2 separate regions of the Gossypium hirsutum genome follow, and region 2 is linked to region 1. The links are chromatin contacts, called in public Hi-C maps. All regions are on one chromosome and are shown on one strand. The core of a region is the stretch at or near the end of the contact, and the rest is flanking DNA. Distances in the headings are between cores, read along the strand shown. Region 1 holds the start of LOC107957444 (NAC domain-containing protein 53). Region 2 holds the start of LOC107957416.

What was found. A called contact is a pair of places that touch in the nucleus more often than the background predicts.
Region 2: a Hi-C map of leaf shows a contact between it and region 1, with 1.6 times the contacts expected there. The contact joins the promoter of LOC107957416 here to the promoter of LOC107957444 in region 1. A contact is called at or near these places in 2 of 34 Hi-C or Micro-C datasets (both in leaf).

What each region holds. Positions count from the first base shown.
Region 1 is chrA05:37,400,468-37,407,629 of Gossypium_hirsutum_v2.1, forward strand. LOC107957444 (NAC domain-containing protein 53) reads right to left here and starts at 1,278. Exons shown (of 6, transcript XM_041112340.1): 1 at 887-1,278; 2 at 151-428; 3 at 1-61. The coding sequence starts at 1,049. It overlaps LOC107957424 (a long non-coding RNA gene), which reads left to right and starts at 4,732. Exons shown (of 3, transcript XR_005926606.1): 1 at 4,732-5,049; 2 at 5,118-5,219; 3 at 6,810-7,162.
Region 2 is chrA05:37,603,314-37,610,549 of Gossypium_hirsutum_v2.1, forward strand. It overlaps LOC107957416, which reads left to right and starts at 5,244. Exons shown (of 2, transcript XM_016892934.2): 1 at 5,244-5,949; 2 at 6,260-6,611. The coding sequence starts at 5,696. The coding sequence ends at 6,392. LOC107957417 (SHUGOSHIN 2) reads right to left here and starts at 2,226. Exons shown (of 10, transcript XM_016892935.2): 1 at 2,099-2,226; 2 at 1,088-1,266; 3 at 938-975; 4 at 709-817; 5 at 574-597; 6 at 401-463; 7 at 1-38. The coding sequence starts at 1,243.

The DNA.
Region 1 (7,162 bases), core at 28-2,527:
GCTCCCCATTCTTTGGCCCAGACCCGCTCTTCTGAAACACCCTACACAATACAAAAGCATCCTTCCAGCCCCAATAACCCAACATTAATCCCCGAACAAATATCAAAGCTCAAAACAAAAAAATACTAGAACATATATTACAATCTTTACCTGTTGAATTCCACCTTTCTCCAATGTCTCATCAGTAAGACGGTACTCGTGCATTACCCAGTTAGTCCTTTCGCCACGTGGGGCACGACCTTTATGGTAAACAAGAGTTTTCTTCATGCCAACCACTCTTTCCCTAAAGCGAATTGCACGGTCCTTTCCAGTTGTCTTCCAGTAGCCTCTCTCAGTTGCCCTATTGGTCCTCGACCCATTTCCATATTTCTTGTCCAGTGCACTGAAAAAGTACCACTCCAAGTCCCTGCTCTTCAGCTTTGACTTATCTATTAAGAAGAAAATCTTGATTTACAACTTTAAAAAAAAAAACTCACCCTAAATTCTAGTTATACATAGAAGATAAATTTAAACTAGATATAGTCGGAAAGTTTTTTTAAAAAACCCAATTTCAAGAATTGAAGAAAAAACCCTAAAAAGGCTTTAAAGCGTTTATCTTCAAAAGCTTTAAAGCAAATATGTAAAATTTAACCTAAATTAGTAAGTTCAATTTATAATTAACCAAGTACCGATATCCCAATTTATAAAACTTAAAATCAAAAGAGCTAAAACAAGCATCTTCAACAATCAAACCTGAAGACCAAAATTAATAGAAAACCCAATTTCAAAACTTAAAATTTAGGTCAAGGCTTGAAAAAAAAAAACCAAAATTCAAGAATGAAACAAAAAATTTGACCAAGCCAAACAAAAGAAAATCAAACCGAAAGGGGAAAAAAAAAGAAAATACCAGGGAGATCCCAAGGCTCGGATCTATAAATATCGATAACAGAAATGGCATCAAAGGAAGGCCTGTTCAAGATTTTCCGTTTTAGATAGTAACGAACGAGTTCTTCATCGGTGGGGTGGAACCGGAAGCCGGGAGCTAACGAGGTTGCTGAGTCACGACCCATCGAGTCACCAACAGTGAATGGAACAAACAAAAATCCAGGATTTTTGAAGAATTGGGTTTTTCTTTTGTTTTTTTGAAAGGGAACTTTTTTGGTGTTAGAAGGAAGCTGTTTTTTTCTCTTGTTTTTTTTTAATTGAAGTGAGACGAAGGCTTTACTTAGCCGTGTTAGTTTGTAGAAAGCTCAGATCTTTCAAGAAAAGGAGTAGGGAAGTATGATAAAATCACCAAATGTTTTAATTAAATATTCACTGACAGTGCAACACGTGGACTTTAAAGGGATGATAAACGTAATCCCATCCGTCAGTTGTTTTGAGACGTTTAAAAAAAAAAATCTAAAATGACAATACCATACATTGTGTTTTTTTTTTCTTTTGAGAGGATTAAAAACTTATGAAATGACAAAATAATAATAATTCATATTTTGATTAAGCCTGTTAATATGATGTGCCTTTAAATATAATATATAATAAATAATTAAAAGTTAAAGTTTAAAATTAATTAATAATAACCTATGCAACATTTATGGTATTAAATGGAAAAAAGTAAAATATATTGGTGTTAGAAGTCAATAACATTACTAGTATTAGATTATATCACACTCATGTAGGTGAATGAAAATATTTTATATTAAAAAAATATTTATAAAATTATTTTAAGAAATTATTATTGTTAAATTTGTAAGAGATTTTTATATAATTTTATTGATTTGTGTTCGATTCACAATAATTTTTTTAATTATTTTATTTTAAGATTATATTAGAGTATGAAAAGATAAAAAATTATTATAATAATATTAATTATCCTTCAAAATAAGAGTATTTTAATATAGATATATAATTGATGAAAATGTACATAATAAAATGAAAATATATAAAAAATAAAAATAAAAATAAAAGTTTAGTTGAGTGATAAATTTATTGTTTTATTAATTTAGTTATTATGAGTTTAAATTTTATTATATACATTTTTTTATTATTTTTAAAATTAAAAAATAAATTATACACAAATGAAATAATTTATTTAAAATATGAAAAATATTTTTGTTATTTTTTTAAATTTAATTAATTTTCTATTAATTTTAACACCAAATTAATATTATAATAAGAATTATTAAGTGAAAATGTAGGGTTTGAAGTTAGGTGCATGAACGTGAGTTCCAAGGAGTGTGCAGATGGGCACATAACTCTTCAAACCTCACTAAAACATTCCGTTATTTGTTTCCTTATGAGGTATTGGAATGATAAAGTTACTCGAGTGGGATACAAATGAGTGTCACCGACTCAAAACCACGTGGAACGGCTCCTGAATGTAACTGGCTAACGGCTGAAGCTTCTAGATTTTATTTTATTACCTACGTAACATCCATTACTGGTAAGGATCGTAATTAGTAAACTTATTCAAAACTCAGAATGTCTGATTAATTTGGTAATGTATTAGGAGTTAAATTATAATTTGTTTATTTAAATTATGAGTAAATTAATTTTTTATTAGTTAAAGAGTTAATTAGTTCATATTAATAATTAATTTAAGCAACAAAATAATAATATAATTACATATGATATATCATGTGTTTCCTATTTTAATATATGTAGATTAATTTTTAGGAGTAAAAATTGATAAAAAATTTAAAAGAAAAATAAATTTATTTTTTAATTTAATACACAGGTAAATTTATCTATTTTTTCAATAAATAAAACAAAATGTAATTTAACTTTTAATACAAGAATCTTTATAATACTTTTACAATTTAAGGTTCAAAATGGGAATTAACTCTTGAAAAACATTTTAAAAAATTATCAAATAATGTTCTAAAAATATAAAAACAAAAACAATTGAATCAAACCCACTCAAATATAATCTCAAAATGCTTATTTAATCTTTGATTTGGATAATCAAAATATAAACGAAAAAAGAAAAACTGTACGTTGCTGTAAAAGAAAAAGGTACTTTGGAAAATTTAAAAGAAAAAAGAAATAACTTAGATAGTAATCAAATCCCAAAATATTTACAGCGTGTTTGGTTCGCCGTATTACCCAATCCATTACGCCCCGATTACGCGCGTATTACATTACGCCCCTAATCCGGCGTTTGGTTCGCTGTATTAGCCATTACGCGCGTATTACATTACGCCCCTAATCCCCAAATTCCCGTGTTTTACAATCCGTTCCCAAATCGTTGTATTAGCCATTACGCCCGGCCTCCCTCCCCATCTCTCTGTTTTACCCTCCCTCCCTACCCGACCCTCTCCTCTTCCGTCCTAATCATTTTCTCCTCCCATTTCCCACTGATTCCGTTGATTAATCTGTCGTCATCGTTTCTTCTCGTCTCGGCATCAAATTTCCCTTCCCCATTTCCTCCCAACACTATCTGCTCCGCACACCAAAACCCTCTCTTTTTCTCTTCAATATATTCACAAAATTGGAAATTCTAGCAGCAGCAGCAGCAGCCAAAACAGTAACCAGCAGCAGCCCCTCTTTCTTCTCTTTCTTTCGATTTCACACTTCTCATAAATGGAACATTTCAATCAGAAAATGGAAAAGAGAAATCAGTTGCATGAGAAGGAAAATTACTAAGGTTGTTGGTTTGCATATTTAACTGGGTTAATCTTAGAAATCTTGAGGGAGAAAACTTGTGACATAATGCAGACTATTAGTTAGAACAGGAACTATGTTTGGTGATACCCTCTGAGAGTAGTAATTTTTGGTAATAGAGAGGATGGTTAAGCAGTACAACTTTCGATTATGACTACAGGAGGGTCTGACTAGGACATTCATTAAACATTGGCTTAGGACTAATAACTATTTGTGTGCAAGAAGGTAGAAATATTTGTTAGTAAGACTTCTTAAAAATTGGATGTAGGGTTAATAGTATTAAGAAAACTGTATTAGTTGTATGTTTGGTGCCGCCCTGGTCTGTGAATGGTGATTTGCTCTTTAGGTGGGGATTTTGATGATTACCTGATTTTGGTTTATGCCTGTTTTTGCAAGCAGCATTTTGGCATCTATGTTGAAGCTAGTAGCCAAAAGAATGGAGGCTTTATGCTTGGTAGCAGTTTTGAGTAGTATTGAAAATTTTAGAAGGGGACAAAGATAAACACATACACACACATCGTGTAGGTGCAAACCTAAGAAGAAGAATGAAGTTCCTCTAGCAAGTATCTTAGCCAAATAAGTCCACAGAAGAATGAGCCATAGCTGTGTAGCCTTATTTGGTACTTGGTCTTGCAACAAGGGCCTTCTTCTTAATCTTCCATGATAAAGATAGTTGTAGAGATATCTATCAATATCTTGAGGGTGGCAGTGAGTGTTATAAATTGATGACTATTTAGGTTGATCTGATGTATTTGAGAAGTATGTCGTAAATAAAAGTAATATGCTATGTTTACAACTGATGGGAAATTTTGAAGTTCAGTGATGTAATGAGGTCGGAAATTTCCATGTCAAGATAACCATGTAGCATTTCCAACTTTTTCTATAACGTATCAGCAACTAGGGCTGTTATTCTTTTATTTTAGTCATAACCTTGGTGTTTGTTATGGTCATTGTAATGTCATTGCAAAGGCCGATGCATAATTTGGCTCCTTTTAGAGTTTCTGATTGTACCGGATGCACATCTGCCTTTGGAACCTCGAGTCAAAATAAAATGTTATGATCTTTTCTTGCCCTAGATTATTGAAACCTGTCCGGATAACGTGATTAACACCTACTTTTTAGATGCTTTAAGCTTGAACATGCTTTATTGTTCTTTCATAAAACCGCAAATTTGTTGCTCATGTCTCAGCAATAGATATGAAAAAATTTGGGACTTGTTTATGTGTAATTTCTTTTTCCTTTGAAAACTGTAAGTATAACTCTTAAAATTGCTTCTGTACCTCTATGTTTGAATCATTGAAATTGCATTTGCTAATTTTTGAACTCATTGATATTCTCTTCAGTGGCTCTCTAAAAACATTGGTAAGAAGGTGGATAAGTCAGTTCTCTCTAATGGATCTGCAATGACAGGTACACCGTTTCTTGTTCCAGGTTACTATTAATACTCATTGGGCTAATTTTTGTTTTCATTTGTGCAGATAAGAGTACATCAGCACCATCAGGTGTTCCGACTGCTTCTCTTAAAGTCCTTCGTCCAGATACATCTCAGATGGTGATTTATGATCCAAGGCAGCATCATGGTACAAGCTTTTGCTTGAGTAAAAATATATGCCTGTGATTTTTTCAATGGTATTCTATTTTTTTTAGCAACTTCATTGGGCCACGAATGGATGGAGTATCTCATTTTGTCATCTTGTTTAATTATGGTGTTGACTTGTTCATATACATTGGTCATTAACAGTATTGAACTTGAAACTAAAGATATCCTTTGCGTAGACTTATGCAGTCATTTATGCATGAAATAGGCATATGATTCTGTAGAAAAATTAGACCTCATTGCCTCAATAATCGTGTGGTTGTTTCCAATAGTTTTTTAGTTTCCTTTGCTACTTTAGGTTGTTGTCTTTGTTTTAATTAAAGTCTTATCTATTTGCTTTGGTCATTAGCGAGATTGCAATAGAAGCTTTCAAGAAGTCCTTTTTAGAGAATTATGTGGTCATCTGTGTATGAATATTCAAGCACTGCTTTGATGTGATTAACAAATTTACTCTTCTGATTCTTTCTAGTGAACATCTGATGTAATTTGACTTGGAAATGAAATTAACCAAAACTATTGTTATTCATGTAAGTGATACGGGAAATGAGAGCAATTAAAATGCTCCGTAGGTTTTGTTTGTCTGATCGAGCTCTTCATTCTTAGGTGAGGTCATATGGCTGATTCTGGGATTTATCTTATTAGATGGTCTTTGATGCACACTGGTGAATACGAAGGATTATGAGATGTGCATGCGCCCGAGTAATTTATAAATCAAGCCTAAATCATTGATCTATAAATAGCAAAGCAGTTTTACTTAAAACTGTCATATATGTCCAGGAATATGCCTATTCATCTTTGTATAACTACCGTCGTGAATCTTGGAAATGGCAAACCAAATATGAGTATTAAGAGAAAAGAAATATAAAATGTATTAGAATGGTAAACGATAAAGAGAAAAGCTCAAGTTAGCCAAAGGGCCAGGCATTGAAAAGGAAAAGGAACCATAGAGATTCTCCAATTTTCAAAGTCAAGGGTGTTGGCTTAGAACGGGTCAAACATAAACATGTATCTCCTATGCTACTATTATGCGTTTAGAAGTGGTGACCCCTAACTAGCTTATAACTTTGTTGAAAACAGTATTGTATTAACTTCAAGAGAAATGATGCTGGGTGATCGTGTGGTGCAGTGTAGTTATATTTCCGTTTTCAATATATTAACTTCAATAGAAACGGTGCTGGTTGATCATGTGATGCGGTGCAGTTATACTCCTTGGTGTAACTTTTAAGGAATTATAGCTGTTAGGATTTTACGTTGTTTCTTTTTTCCATTCCCTTTTTTGTGTAATTTCCTCATCGAGATAGAAGAGGGAAGGTTTTGAGAGAGGCTGGGGTCGGATGTTTAAAATCTATATCTGATATGTACAACGAATTATTTTATTTTGCTGTTCTTTTGGGCTTGATAATGGTTTTAAAGGTCACCAGCTTTTAGCAGTTCTGCTCATTTACCTTCCGGCAATTGACATGACTTAGAGTGGCAAATGTTATGCTTTTACCTCTTATAACATTGAATTGTATGCTTGTTGAATCATATTGAAATGCTAGATACTTAACTGACTAAACTTGTTTGAATGTAGGAACTACAGTTCCATCAAACACCACTACTGCAATTCTTGCTGCTCCCAATTTGTCGAATCCCATGGCTACAGTTGTTGGTGCTGCTTCAAACCCATTAACCTATAATTTGTAGTTGAATTTGAATTATGATCCAAAATGCAACATATCAATGATGAAATACGGCGATGCATCTGCTTGAATTTCTCTGTCTAGTTGGCCTTTTAAGTCCCTTCTGATTTGGTATCCTTGGAAAATTATTTGTTTTGCACTCTTGGCATTTTAATATCATATTAGAATAACTAGTTTATAACTTTGGAGTAATGATTCATTGTAATTTTACCCATTTTTATATATTTCTTTAATTTTTAATTCA
Region 2 (7,236 bases), core at 3,994-6,493, 210 kb after region 1:
TTTCCAGATGTAGGGCAAGCAACAATGTTAGCTTTCTTCTGATGACAGAAACAAGGAATTTGGATAATCAGCAAAATCTAATCATAACCCTGACTGTCATACACTCATTACGGCCATAAATCAGCCAAACCAAGCTGAAACAGTAACACGCTAGCGTTCAACTTGAAACTCGGCTATAATTCAATCAACTTTAGACTCAATTATTTGTACCTAGGCTCAAGCTAACTTCAAACTGATTTTTTTCCTACTTATTATAAAAATAAAATAATTCAATTGGACTTGCAAAACTACTCAATTGAAGCATTAGGATACTTTCTTTTTTAGCCAAACATGAGTAGTTTACGAGTACATGTGTCTCATTTTACAACCTACACTCAAAGTAGACTACTAAAAAAAATACCTCTGATTTTATTGCTTTAAGCATAGCATTTTTACATCCCAGCTCATGTTTAAGGGCTTTTAACTGAAAAAGGAAAAAAAAGAAATCATTGGTCAACTCCTAAAAATATACAACATAACAAAAAGGACTGAGAAAGATCAAGTTCAAGAAACTTTGAGGTCTAGAAAATATACCCTATCTTTCCCTGAATTAAGTTCCTGCAAAACCAAAGTAAGACATCAAATTCATTAGAGAGTCATAATATATAAAAAAAAGCCTCCTTGATTTACTAAACCGAGAACAGACAATTAGAAGAAATACTAACATACCAATAACAGCTGGTTGTTTGCTTGGGCAAGTTGCAAGTTTTGCTGCTGAAACTTCTCCAAATTGATTCTCAGTTTCTGTAACTCGATTCCACTCAATTCAATGACTTTACTGTTGGCCAAAATTTAGAAAATCCAATAAGGAAAAAAAGTCATGCCAGACACAATTATCATCAAGCAATGGTTAGAGAGGAAATGGAAGAAACCAAATAAAACTGATCAAAGAGGATACTTTCGTTCTGCAAGAACTTTCATCAGCATCATATTTTCCTGGAAGAAATATTCAGATAAAAGCTCTCAGGAAGCTAAAGGAACAAATAAAGAATCCAAGTGAGAAAACCCATGGAAAGAAAAGTGAGTTACTTGCAGTTTGAAAGTATACCTGTTGGAGCTTGTTGATGTAATCTTTACTCCAGAGTGAATCAGGTTGCAGCAGCAGCTTTGCATCTTGGGTCAACACTTTATGCTGATGCTGCAAGTTGGTTATGTCACTGAGCCCCTTCCTTGGTGCATTACAGATAAAGGATCCGTTTTCCATAGACTTCCCTTTCAGTTCATTACCTAAAATTCAAACATAATAGACAATTAAAAAACCCAATCTTGTGTTACTCAAACTTTTCATTTTTATTGAGGTATCCATTTCCAAACATAGATGTTGATAACCTTCCAGGTGTCCTCCAAAAAACTTAGAAAAATCGAACTTTATCATGTCACTAATACCCATATCCAACATTCACACACAGACTGTAAGTAAGACCAAATGCTTCATTTGCAAATGAAAAACAAAAAAATCCTAATATCTAAACCAACTCAGAGAATATCAAACTAAACAGGTGTACTACTAGCAAGTTAAATTTCACCTTTCCAGCATTTCTCAAACATCTAAATAAACTAATTAAGATATTCAAATCTCACAACCAATTTTCCTAGACCTAATGCTAAAATGAAATTCACAGAAAACAAAATTCTTAACCTCTAAACCAACTCAAAGAAATCAAAGTTAACAGCAGCATTAATAGTAAATTGCATTTCACTTTTCCATCATTTCTCAAGCAGCCAAATAAACTGATTAAAGAGATCCTAATCTCACTACCAATTTATAAAACCGAAAGGTAAAATGTAATTTTCTTTTTAATCAGTAATCAGTTTTATTATATGCAGATAAATTACATTCTAGAATTAGGGTTCCTTCCTCGATCTTATTCACGAAAACATACGATTCCCCATCCAAATCTTCCAATATTTAAATTAGAAAACTTGAAAGAAAGAATCGATGAAATCAGCAATCGGGGGAGAAAGCAATAATGCTTGAAAAAAAAGGTTCAATAAATTTATTTTTACTTTTAAAAATAATCCAACAAAATTGAGGGGAAAATTCAAGAAATCGAGTTACCTGAAACGACGCTGGTTTCTGCGTCGAGAAAACGTAAACAAATTCCGTACTTCCTCTTTCGATTATGGGAGGGAAAGTTGGAAATCAAATATAAAGGATAAAATTGTAAATTAAAATTTGAATTGGACATTTGTAAAAAGAAACCTGTTTTTTTGGTAAAGTACAGAAATGGTCGCTTAAGTATTGCTCGTGTTTTATTCTGGTCACTGAACTTCTAATTTTTTTTAATTTAGTCACTAAATTATTCGAAATTAAATTTTTAATCGAGTTTGCAATTTGACGGAAGTGTTGACATGACTTTTTGTCTAATAACAAATTTAGCCCTCTAACGTTTATACATTCTATCAATTTAATCCTAAATAGAAAAAATTCAACTAATTTAGCCCTCAATGTTTACAAAATTTAAATTTTAGTTCAAATTCTAAAAAGTTCAATAAATTTGGCCCTAAAAATTTACAAAATGACCAATTTTAATTTTTATAATTTTTGTAAAGTTAAAAAACTCCAATACCAAATCTCTATTTCTCCAACCTTCATCAGTAATAACATGTCGCTTCTCTAAAAACTTAACAACCAATACCCTAATCCCTGATCTATTCTTTGCTTCTTCTTTAGGCTTTTCTCCTCTATCCCAACTCATTCGACCTGACAAGCCCACATTAACTGACTACCACAGACAAGTTCACAAAGTCGACCGAAATGGATATATGATGACAATAGGCTGCCTCCTCAATAAGCATGTGAAAGATGGCTGCTTCAACACCATCAAAACCTTTAGCTTCATCACTAATACAAAATCCTTTCTCTTGATCTTCGACCCTTTGATCCAAACCTTATATTGTTTAGACAAAGGACTCATGCGCAAACACAAGTTCGATTTGCTCATCGCACGTCTTTGCAAGGTCAAAAGGATCGAGGAGTCGTTGCATGTAGTTCAAACTATGATGGGAAACAGTAGGTTGAACCCTGCCACCTTTCATTTAATTATGAACATGTTAACGAAGAAGAGGATGAAGGAGGCGAGGTTGGTGGCGGATCTGATGAGAGTTATTGGATGTGACAACATGTAAAATTTTTTAATTGATGACATACTATTAGGAGTGTAAGTTGATATAGGTGAGCACAATGGAGAAATAAAGGTTACAAAAATTTTAAAAATAAAAAACTGTCATTTTGTAAAGGATGAGGACTAAATTTGTTGAATTTTTTTTATATTTAAGATTAAATTAATAGAATATGTAAACATTAGAAGCTAAATTTAGCATTAGACCTGTCGAAACCATTTTTTTTTTGAAAATGGGAATCGACCTTGTTTAAAAATGAAAATTAAAACGGGAGTCGCCACCGATCTTTATTAGGTGTGATCGGATCACCTTTGTTTTAATAAAACATTTTAGTTTATTAAAACGGGGTTTTTTTGTCTACGAATCTCGAGAGAATGGGTTCGGGAGTCGGTTACGTGCGAGGAAGGATTAGCACCCTCGTCACGCCCAAAGATTGGTACCGAATTGATTAGTTAGTGTCTTAATGTCGAAAGTTGAAAATCAAGAATAGATTTAAAATACGATCCCTTTTTATTAGCATCGATTTTAAAATTTTTGGATTAGCTCAAAACAATTGTTAAACATTTCCTTGTTTCGAGATATCGGAGTATCACATCCCGTAAGTTAGGACACAATACCATGAACTTCCCGAGCGCAAGGTTGTCTTTAATTTTAATTGGAATTCTGTGTATTTTAAAACTCAAAAGGGTATTTGGCTATTTAGAATCAATCGAGAAAACCGAAACCCCGTAAGTTAGGGCACAATTCCTCGACGCTCCAAAATGCAAAACATTGCCTTATTTTGAAATTTTTGTTTTTGAATAGTAGCGAATACGATATTTAAATAACGTGCATTATTCGTTTAGGTTAAAACGATTTATTAGATAAATGTAGCGAGGCTTAATTCATGAGGCGATGATATGAAATAAGAGTATAGTGCGACATGGAACGATGATACATGAATAAAGATATTACACAAGCGAATGACAATAATATGAAAGTACAAATAAACGAATCATAGTACATGCAATGGCAATAATCTCACGATACGCATCATTTATATACTAACATTAATAATCAAAGACCAATGAATTAAATAATATATAACGATTTAAAAGGTTATAAAGCAAATTAAAATAAACAAAGTGTAAAATAAATTTTAAAATGATAACAAATGAATTTAAAATAAATAATGTGAAAAAGAAATTTAATATCAACAATGTTCAAAATAATTTAAAAATAGAGTACATGTAAAAGAAATTTTAAAATAGTTAATATACAAGACATCAAAGAAATGACTAGTATATATATAATAAAAAAATAGATATAACAATTTGAAATTGATAATATATAAAAAAATTTAAAGTAAATAATAAAACAATTTAAAATGAATAATACATGAAGCGAGTTTAAAATAAATAATGTAAAAGAATTTTAAAATCTATATTATACAAAGCAAATTTTTTTTAAAAAAGGAATTCACATGAGTAATTTTAAAATAGATAATATATATATATATACATACGAAAGTATGAAACAATGTATATAAAAAAATTAAAGTAAATTATAATAACAAAACATTTTTAAATAAATAAATAGGTTTCGAAATAAGGTATGAAAACAATTTTAAAATAAACAATATATATAGGTCAATTTAAAAAATATATATATATACATAGAGATAAAAAAACTTGAAATAAGAGGGAGCTTAAAGAAAATAATAATAATAATAATAATAATAATAGAAATATACAAAACCATCATTTTTTTTAATAATATGTATAAAAACAATTGGAAATAAACTATATAAATGATATGTGAAAAGTATCAAAAACGTATAATATAACAAAATAGCTTAGTACACTCAATGTATATAAAAAAACAATTTAAAATGGATAATAATACAATTTTAAATAATCAATATTAAAACAAGTTAAAATAAAGCATGTACATAAATAATCTAATAACAAACCGCATGCAGAATATTTGAAACAGCACATAATAAGACATTTTAAAACAGATAAATAACAAAAGAAATAAAGGGATTTAGGACGTGATTGAAAATGGACCAAAATTCAGGGTAGCGATTGCAAATAAAAAAAGAAGGCCACTGGGGACTAAATCAAAACACGCTTAGATTCGAGAGGACCAAATGAGGGAGTGTTCCAAGTCTAATGCGCTGCGTTTCACTTGTCCAGGCCAGGGATCAAATCAGAAATGAAAGAAAATAATAGGGCAAGATTTTAAAAAATAAAAATGCAAAGCGGGACTAAATCAAATGGCGTAGGAAAGAAGGAGGGATCATAACCGCAAATAGCCATTTCGGCCTCAAAAACACGCGGGTCTCTCTTCCAATCGGGTCGGGCCGCGGGTTCCCCCTAAAAGGCATCGTTTTAAGGCCTGGGGGGGTTAATGAAACTATGCCGTTTCATCAATATTATTTAAACCAAAAAACCTTTTTTTTTTTCATTTTTCAGACTTCATTTAAAAAAAACAGAGAGCTTCTTGCTTTCTCTCCCTCCCATTTTCCTCTTAGCCTCCCCCATGGCCGACCATGGGCTCATCGGGGGCGTCTCCTCGCCCATGCCTCGAACGGCAGTCGGTGTTGAGTGAAACGGGCCCTTTTGGTCCTCTTCCGAACTGGTTCGAAGGCGGAGCCTTCATAGCCCATCGCGACGGAAGAGAAAAGGGAAAACCCCCTTTTTGGTTCGTTGTTCCCTTCCACGGCCATTGGCTGAACCCCCAGGGGTTCAACGACCTTCAAATCGGCGAGGGAACGCCGGAGCACCCCCAAACAGTGAATCGGAGGTACGTCTTTACAATTGTTATCTTTGTATTATTATTTCATATGTAAAAAGAAATGAAAAGAAAAAAAAACAAAACAAAGTAAAATACAAAGATTAGAAACTGAAACGCAAGCAATAAAATCACCTTCGAAGAATTTCTATTTCTTTTTGATTAATCTTGTTTTGTAAGTGTCTGTAACCGATTACAAAGAAAAGATCTTGGCTTTTAAAGCCAATCTACCAACTGTTGGTTTTATGATTTTTGTTCTTTTGCTCTTTATTTCTTTGTCAATCGCGTGCATTTTTGCTGTTGTATCTTGATTCTGTTGCAGGTGTCATACGACGCGTGGAAAAGGCGATGGTCAGGGCGTGGTGGCCGAAGGGAGGCCAAGAGTTCGGCAGCAGCATGCCTGGAGGGCTAGGGCTGCTGCTGTTTTCTCTTCTTTGCAAAGGGCTAGGGTTTAGTTTGTTTGGGCTGATTTGGGCTAAAATTTGGGTAGTGGGCTTGGTTTTAATTTTGGATCTGAAATGGGTTTTAAAATGTTGGGCCACACATATTGTAAATGGACTAAAAAAATGGACTTTTTAATTATTTGGTGGGTTTATTTTGGTTTTATTGGTTTGGGCCAAAATTGGCTATTACAAGACCAATAAAAAAAACTCCACATTAGCACTTTCGTCAAATTTTAAATGGTTGTTAATGTTTTGTAAAAAACCAAAAAAATTGTTTTCGAATAGTTTAGTGACTAAATCGGAAAATTTAAAAAGCTAGTGTTTGTTTTTTTATTTTTGGTTTAAAAAATGACTAAAAAACATGTGTTCACAAAGCTTGTTTCAGATCCAAATATGAGCTTCTCTATTCCTTTTCATTGTATAAGAACATCTTTGGGTTCTTTTACACATTTTGAACTTTTCTTTTTCTACCTAAAACTGACCAATCTTCTTCAATGAAACAATAATTCACCAGTTTATCATAAATAATGAAATACAATAAATGGAAGTTATTTATTTATTTAAATGAAGTGGAAAATCAAAATTTTAGAAATAATTTCAGGTTAGATTTTTTTACAATTTTAACGGGAGTGATTAAAATAATCAAACTATGTAATATAGGTGTTTAAATTGTAAAAAAAAAATCAGGTGTCTAAAATGAAAACTTTTGAAAGTTAAGTGATTATCTATGTAGTTTACCCTAAAAATTAAGGTAAACAACACTAGTAGTTACTCAACTATTAGTATTTTTTTTTGTCACCCTATTATGAAAACTTACAAAATAGTCACTCAATTGTTCAATTGTTTTTTCTGGTCA